2 separate regions of the Capsicum annuum genome follow, and region 2 is linked to region 1. Evidence: chromatin contacts called from public Hi-C data. All regions are on one chromosome and are shown on one strand. Each heading gives the region's core, a stretch centred on a gene start, on an enhancer-like site or on the middle of the called end of the contact. The rest is flanking DNA. Distances are from core to core; before and after follow the strand shown. Region 1 has its middle 190 kb from the start of LOC107874226. Region 2 overlaps LOC107873249 (regulation of nuclear pre-mRNA domain-containing protein 1B).

Region 1 (7,024 bases), core at 3,322-5,821:
CCTCAAGAAAAGAATGGGGAACTTCTTCGTCCTGAAAAATCATATCTTAGTGCAATTGGTGCACTAATGTATCTTGAAAATACTACAAGGTCTGATATTGCCTTTTCAGTAAATTTGCTAGCAAGATATAGTTCTGCTCCTACTAGGAGACATTGGAATGGGATCAAACACATATTACAGTATCTAAAGTGGACTACCAATATGGGCTTATTTTATTCTAAAGATTACAGTTCCAATCTGTTGGTTATGCTGATGCTGGGTACTTATCTGAACCGCATAAAGTTCGGTCTCAAACAGGTTATGTATTCATATGTGGGGGTACTGCCATATCTTGGAGATTAACAAAGCAATCTATCGTAGCCATTTCATCGAATCACACTGACATTATAGCTATTCATGAAGCAAGCCGAGAATGTGTGTGGTTAAGATCCATAATACATCTCATTCGAGAAAAATGTGGTTTGAAATATGACAAAGTATCCACAATTTTATATGAAGATAATGCAGCATGCATAGCACAACTGAAAGGTGGATTCATAAAAGGGGATAGAATAAAACACATTTTACCAAAGCTCTTCTATACACATAAGCTCCAAAAGAATAGTGATATTGATGTACAACAGATTCGGTCAAGTGACAATGTGGCTGATTTATTCACTAAGTCTCTTCCAACTGCAACTTTCAAGAAGATGGTGGACAAGATCGGAATGCAAAGATTTAAGGATGTTCTTATTAGGGGGAGTTAATACGCGCCGTATTCTTTTTTCCTCAAGAGGTTTTGTCCCACTGGGTTTTCCTTGTAAGGTTTTTAATAAGGCAGCCTATATACGTATTGTTAGAAATTTAAGGGGGAATGTTATGATATATATCAACTATAGTGAATGTCTATCAAGATCTATCAAGATCTATTCGATGTCTATCAGAATTTAATGTATCTGTCTTTTAGTGTGAAACCAGAGACAAATTCACCTATAAATCATACCCCAAGAGAAGAAATAAGAATTACTCTCTCTATTCTCTCTACTCTTCTTCTTGTTCTTTATTGTTTTATAACAATAATATCACTCTTTTAATATAATAAATGTAATGTCTTGAGAAATTCATTGAAAGATGAATATTATTTAATAAAAAAGTAAAATAAATAGAAAAAGATAAATTATCTATTAATTTTTCAAACATAAAAAATATTGTTGAACATTTATTTTTAATAAAATAAAAAAGTAAAAATGAACGAAGAAAGTATTAATTTTCTCTCTCCGCTCTCCTAAATGACCTCTTAATCTAAACCTTGATGAATAGCTTGGCCGAAGGTGGATGACCTCTTAATCTTAAACCTTGATGAATAGCTTGGTCGCCTGCCAGCCACCTCCGATGGCTGGTCACTAATTTTCCTTGTGATTTTTCTTCTCTACACCTCAATCCTAGTGATGCTCCTATTTCAGTTAATCCTAATTTTGCCTATGGAAAAGAGGTATGTTATATCGGTTGTTATTTATTTTGGGTTTTATTTTGGTGAGAAAATGATTTTAACCTTCTTAAAACCATTTCAAAAAAAAAATTGAGAAAATTTCAAATAATTTTAAGAAATATTACAGATTTGCCACTTGATTTTTGTAGAAAAAATCAAGAAAAAAATTTAAAAAGAGTTTCGAAAGTTGAAAATCAGAAATGCTTTAAAACTAGATTCTAGGTAAGAGTTCAATTAACGCCTTAAGAAGGTCCTTAAGACAAGAGTTCAATTAACGCCCTAAGAAGGTCTTTAAGACAAGAGTTCAATTAACGCCCTAAGAAGGTCTTTAAGACATTTAGGAATGTCCGTTTAAAACGGTTTACCAAAAAGAAACTAACTTAACTAATTAAAGTGACAAATTTTTATAAGGACTTGATTTTATATATATATATATATATAAAAAATATATATTAAAAACATTCATTTAATCATTGAAAAATGACATTTATTTATTCAAAAGAGAAAAATTTTATTTGAATTAAACTAAGTAATAGTTTTTCGGACTTAAAAGGGGAAATGAATTTTAATTTCGTAAAAGAAGAAAATTATGAAATTATTTTCTTATTATTAATCGTTATAGAAAAAGTTGATAATACCTTTAAAAAAATGTTAAGAGAGTGTTGAATTTAAAACCTTTATTGATTATGAAAAGTTGAAATTTATAAGAAAATTTAGTCTCTTGAGTTTAAAGGAAATTATTTCAATTCAAATATAATGAATGCCATTTCGGAACAAAATACTTGATTTTTAATGACTTATTTTAAAGAGAAAACTGAAGGAATCAATTTAATTCGTTTTAGATAATATAAAATTATGTGAGAAAATTATAGGTTAACAAAATCGAGATAAAATAGAATGACGACAATTTAGGAAATTATTTAGTTTAAGTAAATAAAAATAGAGTTAGTACACATAAACAACAATAACATAAAAGTAAAAGGAAACAAAAGTTTAAGATTTGGGCCTTTGTTGGCCCATTAGCAAGCTGTCCAGCTTTTGGACCTCATTCTTATGGACTCGGTCCATTTTCTGAAGTGTATACCAGCTGTATATTTACAGCTTCAATATCTGCCTTTTTCTTGTATATTGCTGCATATATAGTGTATATCAGTGTCTAAAACTGCTTGTTTTCCCTCCACTTTTCATCATAAATCGCGCAATGATGTGCAGCTGCTGTTTTACAGTGTATATCTGCTGTATATCTTCTTTTTACACACGTATACAGCCTTGTTTCTTATCTCTTAGTCCATTTTTTGGGACTTTGGTCTTGAGGTTTTGACTCGAGACAGTGTGGACCTCTTTGGCCCATCAGAAGATGCGAGGAAAGAGTACAAAGCGGACCCAAACGAGTTCATGCACGAAATATAAAATGATAAGGATTAGTATCCACCCAAATATGCGATAAAGTTGAGAAATAACTAAAAACGGGAGACAAAAGCAACCACATCGCTTTTAATCACATTATCTTCAAATAGTGTTATACTTATTCTGTTAAAAAATGAAACTCAAACTTAGTCTATCAAACAAACCATACTAACCTATCATGATAAAAAGTAACTTTGAAGAAAAATGAAAGAAAAAATTGCAACTAAAGAAAACAGGTTGCAAAATAAGGTGCAACTTCAAACTACTATGGGTTTCAATCATGCCAAGAAATCAGGTACTACTATATATTATTTGCAAGTTTTTCTCATTTGGCTAGTATTTGGTTTTATGTTTCTTTTCATTATTTTGCCTAAATATTGTTAGGTGACAGAACGTTAAGGAAGTTTGAATATTTCAGCAATGGGTTGGAGCGGCTTTGGAATTTTGCAATCGTACAAAGACAACAGAGAGACTCGAGTCCAAAGAATGTATACTCATATAAACTTTTATTTGTCACATACCAAAAACAAACAAGATCATGGTAACTACTTTCTTTTTGACATCGAGATCAGCTTATGCGCATCTTAACTAATTACATACATGATCAAATGATTCTTAACTAATTACATGATCAAATGATTCTAAAACAGAACAGTGTTTGAAGAGGCGAATCCCTCATGATTTCCCAAACTAATAGCTGTACCTCAACAGCTAATAAAAACTAAATCGATGACATGATAAAAACAGAAGACTTCGTTTTAAAACAATGAATTCGCAGGTAACTTAGGCCATGACTTACAGAAAAATCAACCCAACCATACCATTAATTTCTCAAAAAATCTTCAAGCGGGACTAAAACTTATAGAAAATCTCAAAGGTTTAAAACTTTATTCTTTGGAAGAATTAATTCAAAAGATAGGCAATTTCAAAGAGTTTGCTTAACACATTCTTAAGGCCTCGACTTTCGAGGTATGGATATTCCAATTAGAAGGGAAACGATGAATATAAAAGAAATCATTCAAACTAGATAGGACTACAGATCAACACTAAACGAAACATCATCAAGACGAAACAAAGAATCCCAGCACATATCAACCCAGGAAATCAAACACAAAACCTATGGCGGCTTTCGGAAAAACTTCTACAACACATAATCCCAGCATCCATTACTATACTAAAATAATTTATACGCTAGTAAAGAAAATTGCTACGACACAAGAAAACTGGAATAGGGGAGGTTTTTACCTTTCTCCGGGCAGCGAACTCGACGACGAGCCTTGACGAAGAAACTTCCAACACTAAACTCGGAGTTTAATTTTTGTCGGAATCGAGCTCTTGAGTCCGTTTCTTCGAGAATTTCTGGTTACGAAGGATTAGAAGCACGCGCAATCCTCAAATTTTTCCCAAAAATCTTCCCCCTAACCTCTATTCATCACTATCTATTTATAGAAGAGAGAATAGGGTTTATTTTCGGATTTGAAAACTGAAATTGAATTGATTTCTTCAGAAAAAATTTGAAATCCACTGTGGGACAAAAGGAGAGCCGTTGGGCATTAAATATTTGCCCAAACTGGATGAACACGTTCTGAGAAAGGGGAAAGGCGGGCGAATTTCAAGCTGTTCTTGGCTGAAGCCGTTGTTGACGCTGTTGTGTTGTTGTACGGTGGGTTGAAATTGCGTATTTTGGCATTGTTTTTGTTGCTGGCTGTTTAGATTATTGTTTGAAAAATTATAAGGTGTGGGTCGGGTCGCAGGGATCATATTTGGGCTGGTTGTTGTTGTTTTAGGCTGTTGGTTGAAGCTGCTGATGGGCTGGTTTGGTTACATGTTAAGCAGGAAAAGAGAAGAAAAAAAAAGGATAGCAATACTTTTCAAAATTATAGCTTATAGCAAAAGTAGCAATATTTTACCCACTTTATAGTAATAGAAGAATATGTATTTTCCAGTTATGCATATATATTTATGAGTAATACATATATATTTGTATATGTATTTATTTAACAACATTTTACTTAAATACAAATACAATTTGTTATTTTTCGTAATTATCAAACTGTTGCTATAAAAGTTATAATTAAGGCTATAGAGTTGTTATTTCTGAAATTTTCCCCCCAAAAAAGGCACTGGGCCAGTTGTTGTGATTTGGCCTAGGCAAAAATTGTTGTTGCTTAATAGAGCAATAATTATTAACTCTAATTATGATCATTTTAAATAAAATAGTCACAATTTGAATAAATTTGGATAAGGTTAAGATAAAATTATTTTCTAATTAATTTAACAAATTTCTCAAATTTAATAATTTTAAAATAAACCTTTAAATAAAACAGAATTATATTTCATATTTTTTTCAATAATAATAATAATAATAAATAAATAAATAAAAATTAAGAAACTAATTATGTCATCAATTTCTTATTTTCAATCGATAAAAGTAGAATATTTGCAATTTAATCAAACTTTTCACTTTGAATAAATTTTAAAATATTTTATTTAACTGATAATTATATAATAATGTATAATAAAACACTAAATATGTTAATTTCACCTAAATTAAAAAGGCAGGATTGAAATTTATTTCAAAATAACTTTAAATAAATATTTTAAAATTATTTAAAGCTGAGAAATTCAAAAATTAATTCGGAATGTGAAGGGCAAAAATTAAGTGTCAACAACTCATAATTCAGAAACCATCTCTTTTAAGGAGGTAGTCATGCTAAAAATTGTTCCAAATGTCAAAAAGATTAAGGAGGAGGTGGATATGATGAATAGAATTGAGAATTTGCAATTTGCAGTTATTCGTAAATTCACTTATGATTGGTCGGATCTTGAAGAGTTGAAAAAGATTATTCCGCAAAAGTGTGACATTAGAGGTTATAAGACCCTTAAAATTTAGATCAACTTATTTTTAACCTTCCCATGTTTGTAATATTAATTTTTGACTTGAATTATGTTTAGAGATGTTAAAAGGGTAATTTGAAAAAGTTTCAGAATTTTCGAAAAGGATACAGGGCTATTTTAGAACTTCGAGGCAGTGAGCCTCCGCATTATCGCTGTGTCATGGAGGTTACCCTCTGCGATATTAGCGTGGCATAGAGGGTAACCTCCGCTATAAGTCCGTGCGACGCCAAGGGTTAAATTTCATCCAATTTTTTTTCCACTTAAGGGTATTGGGCTTTCGGTCCATTCACCTTTTTTCACAACTTATAAACATACAAGGGACCCTTTTTCTTTAGTTTTTAAAGATCAAACTCTACTTTATTCCTCTTCAACTCTCCAACCAAGAAAGTGTAACACCCCATATTTTCAGACTAGAATTCAAACAGTCGTTCCTATGCGTATGTTCCCAAACCTAATGATTCCATGTTAGTATATGTGTGTTGATCAATTTTATAGTGTGGGAATACTTTTGAATATGAATTGAGGTCACAAAAATCTTCTAACTCAAAGACGAGTTGAAAACTTTTCTATCAATTAAATTTTAGTAAACGTTTCAACTTGGGTCAAATTTCAACGACCATTAATCCTGGTATATAATGAGTTACATGACTTATTATATAAAAAATGAAAGATTTTAGAGTCTTCTTTCCAACACAACTAGTTTCACCTTAATTCGATACCAGAGTAAAAAGTTATAGCCATTTTACCAAAAGGTGTCCGCCGACCAAGTAGGGGCCGATCTGCACTAATATAACGTTTTTAAAAGGGGTATTTTGGTATTTTCCTCACCCTAAACTTCTCACCCATGAATTAAATCATACCATAAGCATTATTATTCATCTTTTATCAGTTTTAAACATCTCATAATCCTCTTCACTCTCAAGAGCAAGAAAAAAATTAGGGTTTCTTTCAAGGCTAGATTTCAAGCTATATCAAATTTCTTCTCATTAAAAAGGTATGTGGGACAAATCCTAAACCCCATGGGGATTGTTTACTGTTTTAGTAAGCTTTAAAAATATGAAATTCAATATATGCATAGAGTTTGAGATTTATTTGAATATCATGAATCACTAAACCATCTTGGTAAAAAGTATGTGTATTTATTCTTATGAAGTTTTCCCTAAACTCGTACTATTTTCATGTACCCGTGTCTTGTACTTGAAGAATTAAATTGAGAGCATGCATTACGAAGATCCCTTTTTCGTCATAATC
Region 2 (7,024 bases), core at 2,969-5,468, 240 kb before region 1:
AACCTGGACAAATCCATCGTCTTCTATGCAGGTTTTGGAGATGACACAAGAACAGGAGGAGGAGCAACCAAAAGAAAATGAGCCAAAAATGACTCCCATAATATTAGAAGACTCTCTAACCTTCACTCTACTCGCAACAAAGAAGAAAATTTTTTGGTGCATGTTCCACCTCTACTACAGAAGATAACAATGAATTTTTGATCGTCACCCGAATCACTGAAGCACCAATATGCAGTGGTGATTACATCAAATCCACCAGAATATTTACTTTTCCAGAACCCATTCTCTTTGAACCTGGAGATGAACTTAGCTCCGGGAGGGTTACAACAACTACCAAGTCAGTTCCCAATGAAGACTATAGTATGGAACTGTAGAAGGGCAAACAACCCCACTTTTAAAAGAAATGTGTTAGATATGATTGCATCTAACAACCCTGCTATTCTAGCCTTAACAGAGACTAGAATGGCAAACCATGATTCTCTTTTGCAGCTACTACCCTATTCTGACATGTTGCAGGTACCCACGTCTACTTTCTCGGAAGGCATAACACTTTTCTAGAATAGCAATGAATTTATCATAAATCCCATAGTACTCACATAGCAAGAGATCCATGCATCTCTTAAGGTTAGCCCAAACTCAACTCCATGGATCATTACTTTATATATGCTAGAAATAGCTCCTTTTATAAAAAATCACTTTGAAAAAACCTTCAAGATATTAATAATTTTAATCTAGGGCCTTGATTAATATGTGGGGATTTTTATCGAAGTAGCCAACTCTTCTGAAAAATTTGGTGGAAACCCTATTAACAATAACTGAGTCTTAACTTTCCTTGATTGCATAATAATCTTAGTATGGTTGATTTAGGATTTACGAGCCCTAGGTTTACTTTTACTAATATGAGTAAGCAAAATTCGGGTATCATTATAGAACGACTTGATAGATTCTTATGCAATCCTAAATGGCTAGATCTTTACCCTAATTCTAATGTAATGCGTCTTCCAAGAACGCATTCCGATCATTGACCTATAATGATTAATCTCATTAAGAATAGTGGCATTCCTAGATATATTTTTAATTTTGAAACAATGTGGCTTCGCCATCTGGGATTCCAAGAAATTATCAAAACCTCCTAGCATGATAATTATTTCTATCTAAATGTGGTTAATAATTTTGCCAATAATGGTGGAAAGCAAAAATGCTAAATATAGCTGGAAGAACTATCCTTATTAAATTGATTCTCGCAGCTATCCCTACCTACGCAATGTAAATAAATTTACTACCTAACAAAAATATTCACCACATCGATCGTATCCAGAGAAAATTTCTTTATGATACTACTGATGAAAAAAAGAAACTTCATCATGCAAATTGAAACCTCGTCACCCTTCCAAAATCCCAAGGAGGACTGGGCATGCATAAATCCGAGGAGAAAAATTCTGCTCTCATTTCTAGCCTTCACTAGAGATTTGTTAAGAACAAATCCCAATTTTGGGTCAAAATTCTCCAAAGTAAGTATAAAAATAGACGTACAGATAACCATCTTCATCATATATCGTCAGACTCCTACGTATGGAAAAGCCTTAGCAAAAATCAAAAAGTTTTTTCTCATAGTATTTCTTGAAATGTAGGAAATGATAATAATATAAATTTTTGGAGAGATAGATGGCTTTATAACAACTATAACCAAAGAGAACTCATCCAGGGCCCCCTTTCACGACAAGACACCAATCAAACTCTTTCTCAAATCATTTCAAACGACAATTGGGATACTTGTGATGTATCTATACAAATACCACCAGATATCTTAAAAATAATCCATAATACTTACATACAAAAAATGGAGCCTAAACTAGACAAATTCTTCTGAAATACTTTATTTCTAGGACCTTTCACCACTTTCTCTGCTTATATCCTTTTCCTAAATTCATCAAACAAATTTCTATCTACAAACAATCCTACTAACCTTTGGGTTTGGAAAACAAACACTTCTAATAAGATAAAATACTTTTTATGGCTTGCCACTATAAATAAGCTTCATACAGATGAGGTTCTAAATAAGAAGAATGTAATCCCGACAAGCTTCTGTCGTTCTTGTTTTACTGTAACTGAATCTCTAACGCATGACTTACTAACTTGTCCTAAAGCGCTAGAAATTTGAACCCACTTTAGTCTTTCTCCATCAGAAAATAATTTCTTAAGAGATATAAAAAAAAAATTCTTCCCAACAATACCATCGATTTGTGTGGCAACATACCTATACCTCTCTCTATTTTGACTCCTCTAATTCTTTGGTCCATTTGAAAGAATAGAAATGATTATCTCTTTAAAAATGCGATCAATTAACTAAATGTCCAAAAAGTAAAATTGGAGGCTATTGAATACTTTCACTTAGGATACCCTAAAGGAAGGTTGGACAATAAACGTAAAATCTTATTCATTAATGTCAAATGGATTACGCGATCAGGGGAATACTATAAACTTAATATTGATAGAGCATATGACCATTCAACTAATTATGGCGGTGGGGGAGTAATCATCAGAAATCATGATGAGAATTGTATAGCTGGAATGACGTTCTCACACATGGCCACATCGGCTCTACAAATGAAACCTTAGCAATGTATTATGGGTTACGTTTGGCTCTTGAAAAGAAATTGACCCCTATTATTGTGGAAACGGACTCACAGAGACTTATTCAAATATTAAACTCAAAAAATGAGGATATCTCACATTTGATTTCTGATTGCAGATCCATCATTAAACTGTTGAATGGACCTGAAATCTGCCACGTCTACGGAGAGGCAAATGTAGTAGTGTACAAATTGACATCATTTGGAAAGTCACAAATATAGTGCATGGAGAATAATTCAATAACTTTTATTTCCCCCCTGCTTTTTATTTTGCAAGAACTTCAGAAAGACTCAAAGTTTGGGTTCTACCCGGACAATTTCAATTTGTAATAACTTTTAAGTTTCTGTTCTAATAAAAATCCCAATTTCTAGCCAAAAAAAAAATAGGTGAACAAACAAATAATTTGAATAAGAAATGAATTAAATGAGTGGTTTATAAAACAAAATTAATAAGGTAAAGGACATATTTTACCTTGTAAGGTAAAACAGTCTCCCAATCTTGCACTACAATTGAAATAAATTCTCCGCTAAATACTCCTTCCGTCTATAAACACTTGTTCACTTTTGAATTGACATATGCCTTAAGAAACAATAAATGGATGGATGATTTTACTATATCAACCTTTGAATATAATAATTTTTTTGCTTTGCAAAATACAATGAGAGATGTATTTTATTTAATATCAAGGGTAAAATAAGTAAAAATGGATAAATTATCTATTGATTTCATAAACTGAACAGATATTGATGGACATCTCAAAATAGAAAAGTGGATAAATAAAAATGGACGAAGGAGTACATTTATGTCATTAAATTTCCAACTTCACCAACTTTTTCAATCAAAGAAAAGGTAAGTGACTCTATTTACCTTGTAAGAAAAATCGTGATTTTACCTTACACTTTACCATGTGACTAACGCCGTAAACTTTTTAATGGATAAGGTAAAAACCTGTGTTTACCTTATCCATTTTAGAATTTTTTTCATTTAGATATTGCCCTTTTAAAATTTTAAATAAAAAAACTTGCCCTTTAGGCTCCGAACACCATAAGTTTAGTCTCATCCAACAGAAGTTTAGAAATTTAAAACTAGCCTTGTAAGACACAGCTTGTACCTTACAAATTTCCCATTGCAAATATTTTGTCTTGTAAGACATAATTTGTTGGTTATGATTTTTTTAAGACATAAATTAATCGTATGCCTTATACGACATGTGAGCTTTCCAGATTTATTTTGCCTGCTAAGGCGTAAGTTGTGCCTAAGGTTTTTTTTTTTTTTTTTTTTTTTTTTTTTTTTTTAAATCTGAATGATATTTTCAATCTCTTTTTTGTTAAAATGACTAAATTAAGGACCACCCTAAAACAAGAGCATTCGGGCGACTGACCCTATGACTTTAAGCCCCACCAAATTCCGAATTCAACGTACTGGAATAATCTCTTGTATTTTCAACTTTCAAAACAAAATTGGATGCCCACCCAACACATTCTTCCACTTCCTGAACATTATTTTATTGATTAATCAAAAGCTGTTACTATAACCAAGTTCTGATTTTACATGACCTCTTCACCTTTTCTTGATCAAACAGGTGTGGCATGATGTGCATTTCCATGAATTTTTAAGCGCACTATGAACCCCACATAAAAAATGAAAGCACTCTATTAGATTGTTTGATGTCTAATACTTACTAGCATGTAAAACATCCAGTAAAAGCTAAGTTAGTTCCTTATTTTCTTGAGTTTGATACGTAAGAAAACAAAATTATTCTAAAATTATTTTTATATAATAGACAAATACTATAGGAGGAGAAAATGAGAGTGAGGGGGTGGAGTGGTGGGGATAGAGGCTATGGGAGGTGTGGGTGTAAAAAATGTGTATTGGATGGTCAAAAAGACATGATCAATGTGCCACTTGCACAACTTGTTTTTCCTACTTCTGCTAGGACAATTGTTTTCCTAGAAAATATTTTCCAAAAATTTTAATCAATCAATGAGAATTGAAAAATATTTCCTCCGTACTGAATACACCCTAGTCTTAGCATTTGATAACTGAATCGTCTCTCCTTTTTCAACTAATAGTATTGCTTATTCCTTGGCTTAAAAACAGAAATGAGATGAGAAAAAGCTGGCTACTTCATTTACCAAATTTATGTGAGAAGAAAAACCTAGTTCTTTTATCCTGTTTATAACTGGGCAGCCCGGTGAAACTAAAGCTCCTGCTATCCTGTTTGTAACTACTAATACAAATTCTCAGCAGCCCTGCCATCATGCTAATGTTACATGTATGATGAAAAGAAAAACGGAAAAAGAAACCCCAAGGAACAACAATGACAACACCGGCTGTAGACACTGATCAATACAGAGATTTCTAAAGAGTCTTGAAGATGGTTAAATAAGCACTGATGATAATCTATTACCTGCTCTATCAGCCGCTCTTGCCTTGTATATAACACTACACAGTCAGTTGGATTCTTCATGATTCATCCAACAACCTCCTTCTTGTTCACATCTAGATATTTGTTGTTTCTGATATCATTTTTAAAAGAAGTAACAGTCTGAAAAGAGTACTCACTCATCATTGTGAATGATGTGGTTGAGAATAGTACACCATTCCTCCAGGAGGCTGGGGAGGCTGGATAGGTGTCAAAGGACGGAAACTAGGAGGAGGAGGTTGTTGAGGTAATGGTGGTACTTGTTGCTGTTGTGCTACAGCCTGCTGCTGCATCATCGACAATGGTTGCTGTGTTAAAGACACCATTGTAGTCATATACGAAGGAGGTGCTGGTGGAGGTGGTACAGATGGCAGGGCAGGAATACTCCCATAACCATAAGGGCTCACCATTCCAGCTGATTGTTGCAAATACTGCTGGGATGTTGGATTAGGAAGTGAATGATATTGACCCAGAGCATTTGGCATTTGACCATGCACTGTGGGATGAGGAACCAGCGTTGACTGATAAAGGTTACTTGGGGGAGGATTAAATAGCTGTTCTGGCATTAAAGCATTTGAATCTGATAGAGGCTTTTCTTGTTGTGATATAAAATTGTTGGTGGCTGGATACGATGAAGGTCTTGACAGCCCAGCAGATTTTGCCGCCTCAGCAGCAAATGTAGAGAGGACCGATGACATGATATACTGAGAGGAGCTTGAAGCTGTAAGCTTGTCAGCTACCTCAGCTGCAATTGCTGCAGCTGTCTTCTTGCTTGTTTGTCCTGCTGTTGCACAGGTGTCATTTGATGTAGATGCTGTAGCTGGAGGCTTTCTTTGTCCCACATAATCTTCATCATCCAGAAGCTTTCGCATGTTGCTGGCTTCCCCTGCCTGTGCTTCTGCCACCTGAAAATCAATTAGATAAAATTAATTTGTATTATTATCAACTTAGTGTTTGACTAAGAAATCACGCAACACACTTAAATATTCAGAAAGCTAAAAAAGAAGAAACAATTGATGTAGGTAAAAAGGATGGAGAAGATTAGCAAATAGACCAACTGAAGCACTATACAACCCCAGCCACCATATTCACTCCACGACAGAGAACCATAACATAAAGCAAGTCCAGACAGAATGGCAGTCAGTGTACCAGTATAACAACTCAGCGGCTTCAATTGCCCAAATCCATTTTCTATCAAAAATTCTATATATCTCAAGGCTCAAGTAGATCCAAATTTCCATCTTACCCATGTCTTACGCCACTGTACCTAAAATATGGCAGTGTGGAAACAAGAAATAACAATAACATCGATGTTCATACAATGTTCACACATCTCTCCCCTTTCCAATTATTTGTGGAGGTGTTCAAGAAGCAACATTGAACCCAACCCCTCCCCTTTCCCTCTCATTATATCACACATTGAAGTCTTCCTTCAATGCAGTTATATTTTCTGCTCTCCAACAACACCAACACAGCTACTCCACCCCCAAGCCCCCAAATCCAAAAGAGAGGGATAAGGATAAACCATATAATTAATAGCAGTTCAAGAAACAAGGTAAAAAGCTTAAAATGAATAAGTGAAAAAAAACCTGTATCTGAGTCCTAATGCTCTCTAGTTCAGATTCCTGACAAAATTAAGAGGCAATGAGTTGGACGATAAGTATAGTACCAAAATATGCCTAGGATAGGAAGATTAAACAAATGCTTTTATCACTTACCTGTTCACTTAGTGCTTCTCTTAACTGTGATACAAGAGCCAATCTATTTGCCTCCACAACTTTAAGTTTCTCAATACACTGTTTCAAAATACTTTCTTCCTCCTCCAATTCTTTGGACAAGGTTTTTCTCTTTGGATATTTTGCTGCAACACAAGATAATATGCTCTCAATTCTCAATCGTAATTTACAAGTAACAAATTTTGGGAGAAAGAAACCATAAAGAGATGTCTAATCTATCATTCTGTCA

The links. A called contact is a pair of places that touch in the nucleus more often than the background predicts.
Region 2: a contact with region 1 is called in a Hi-C map of leaf, with 2.9 times the contacts expected there. The contact joins two enhancer-like sites. A contact is called at or near these places in 2 of 5 Hi-C or Micro-C datasets (leaf and placenta).

Annotation. Positions count from the first base shown.
Region 1 is chr12:63,646,923-63,653,946 of UCD10Xv1.1, reverse strand. No RefSeq gene overlaps it. Among protein-coding and RNA genes, the nearest start is that of LOC107874226, 190 kb to the left of the region's middle. Within about 2 kb of position 4,571, at least 5 of the 5 cell types and tissues checked have an H3K27ac peak or open chromatin away from gene starts, as enhancers often do. A contact at or near this core is called in leaf, where this site is marked.
Region 2 is chr12:63,882,350-63,889,373 of UCD10Xv1.1, reverse strand. LOC107873249 (regulation of nuclear pre-mRNA domain-containing protein 1B) reads right to left here. Exons shown (of 7, transcript XM_016720015.2): 5 at 6,778-6,920; 6 at 6,649-6,684; 7 at 4,743-5,964. The coding sequence ends at 5,203. Among protein-coding and RNA genes, the nearest start is that of LOC107873249, 8.4 kb to the right of the region's middle. Within about 2 kb of position 4,218, at least 4 of the 5 cell types and tissues checked have an H3K27ac peak or open chromatin away from gene starts, as enhancers often do. A contact at or near this core is called in leaf, where this site is marked.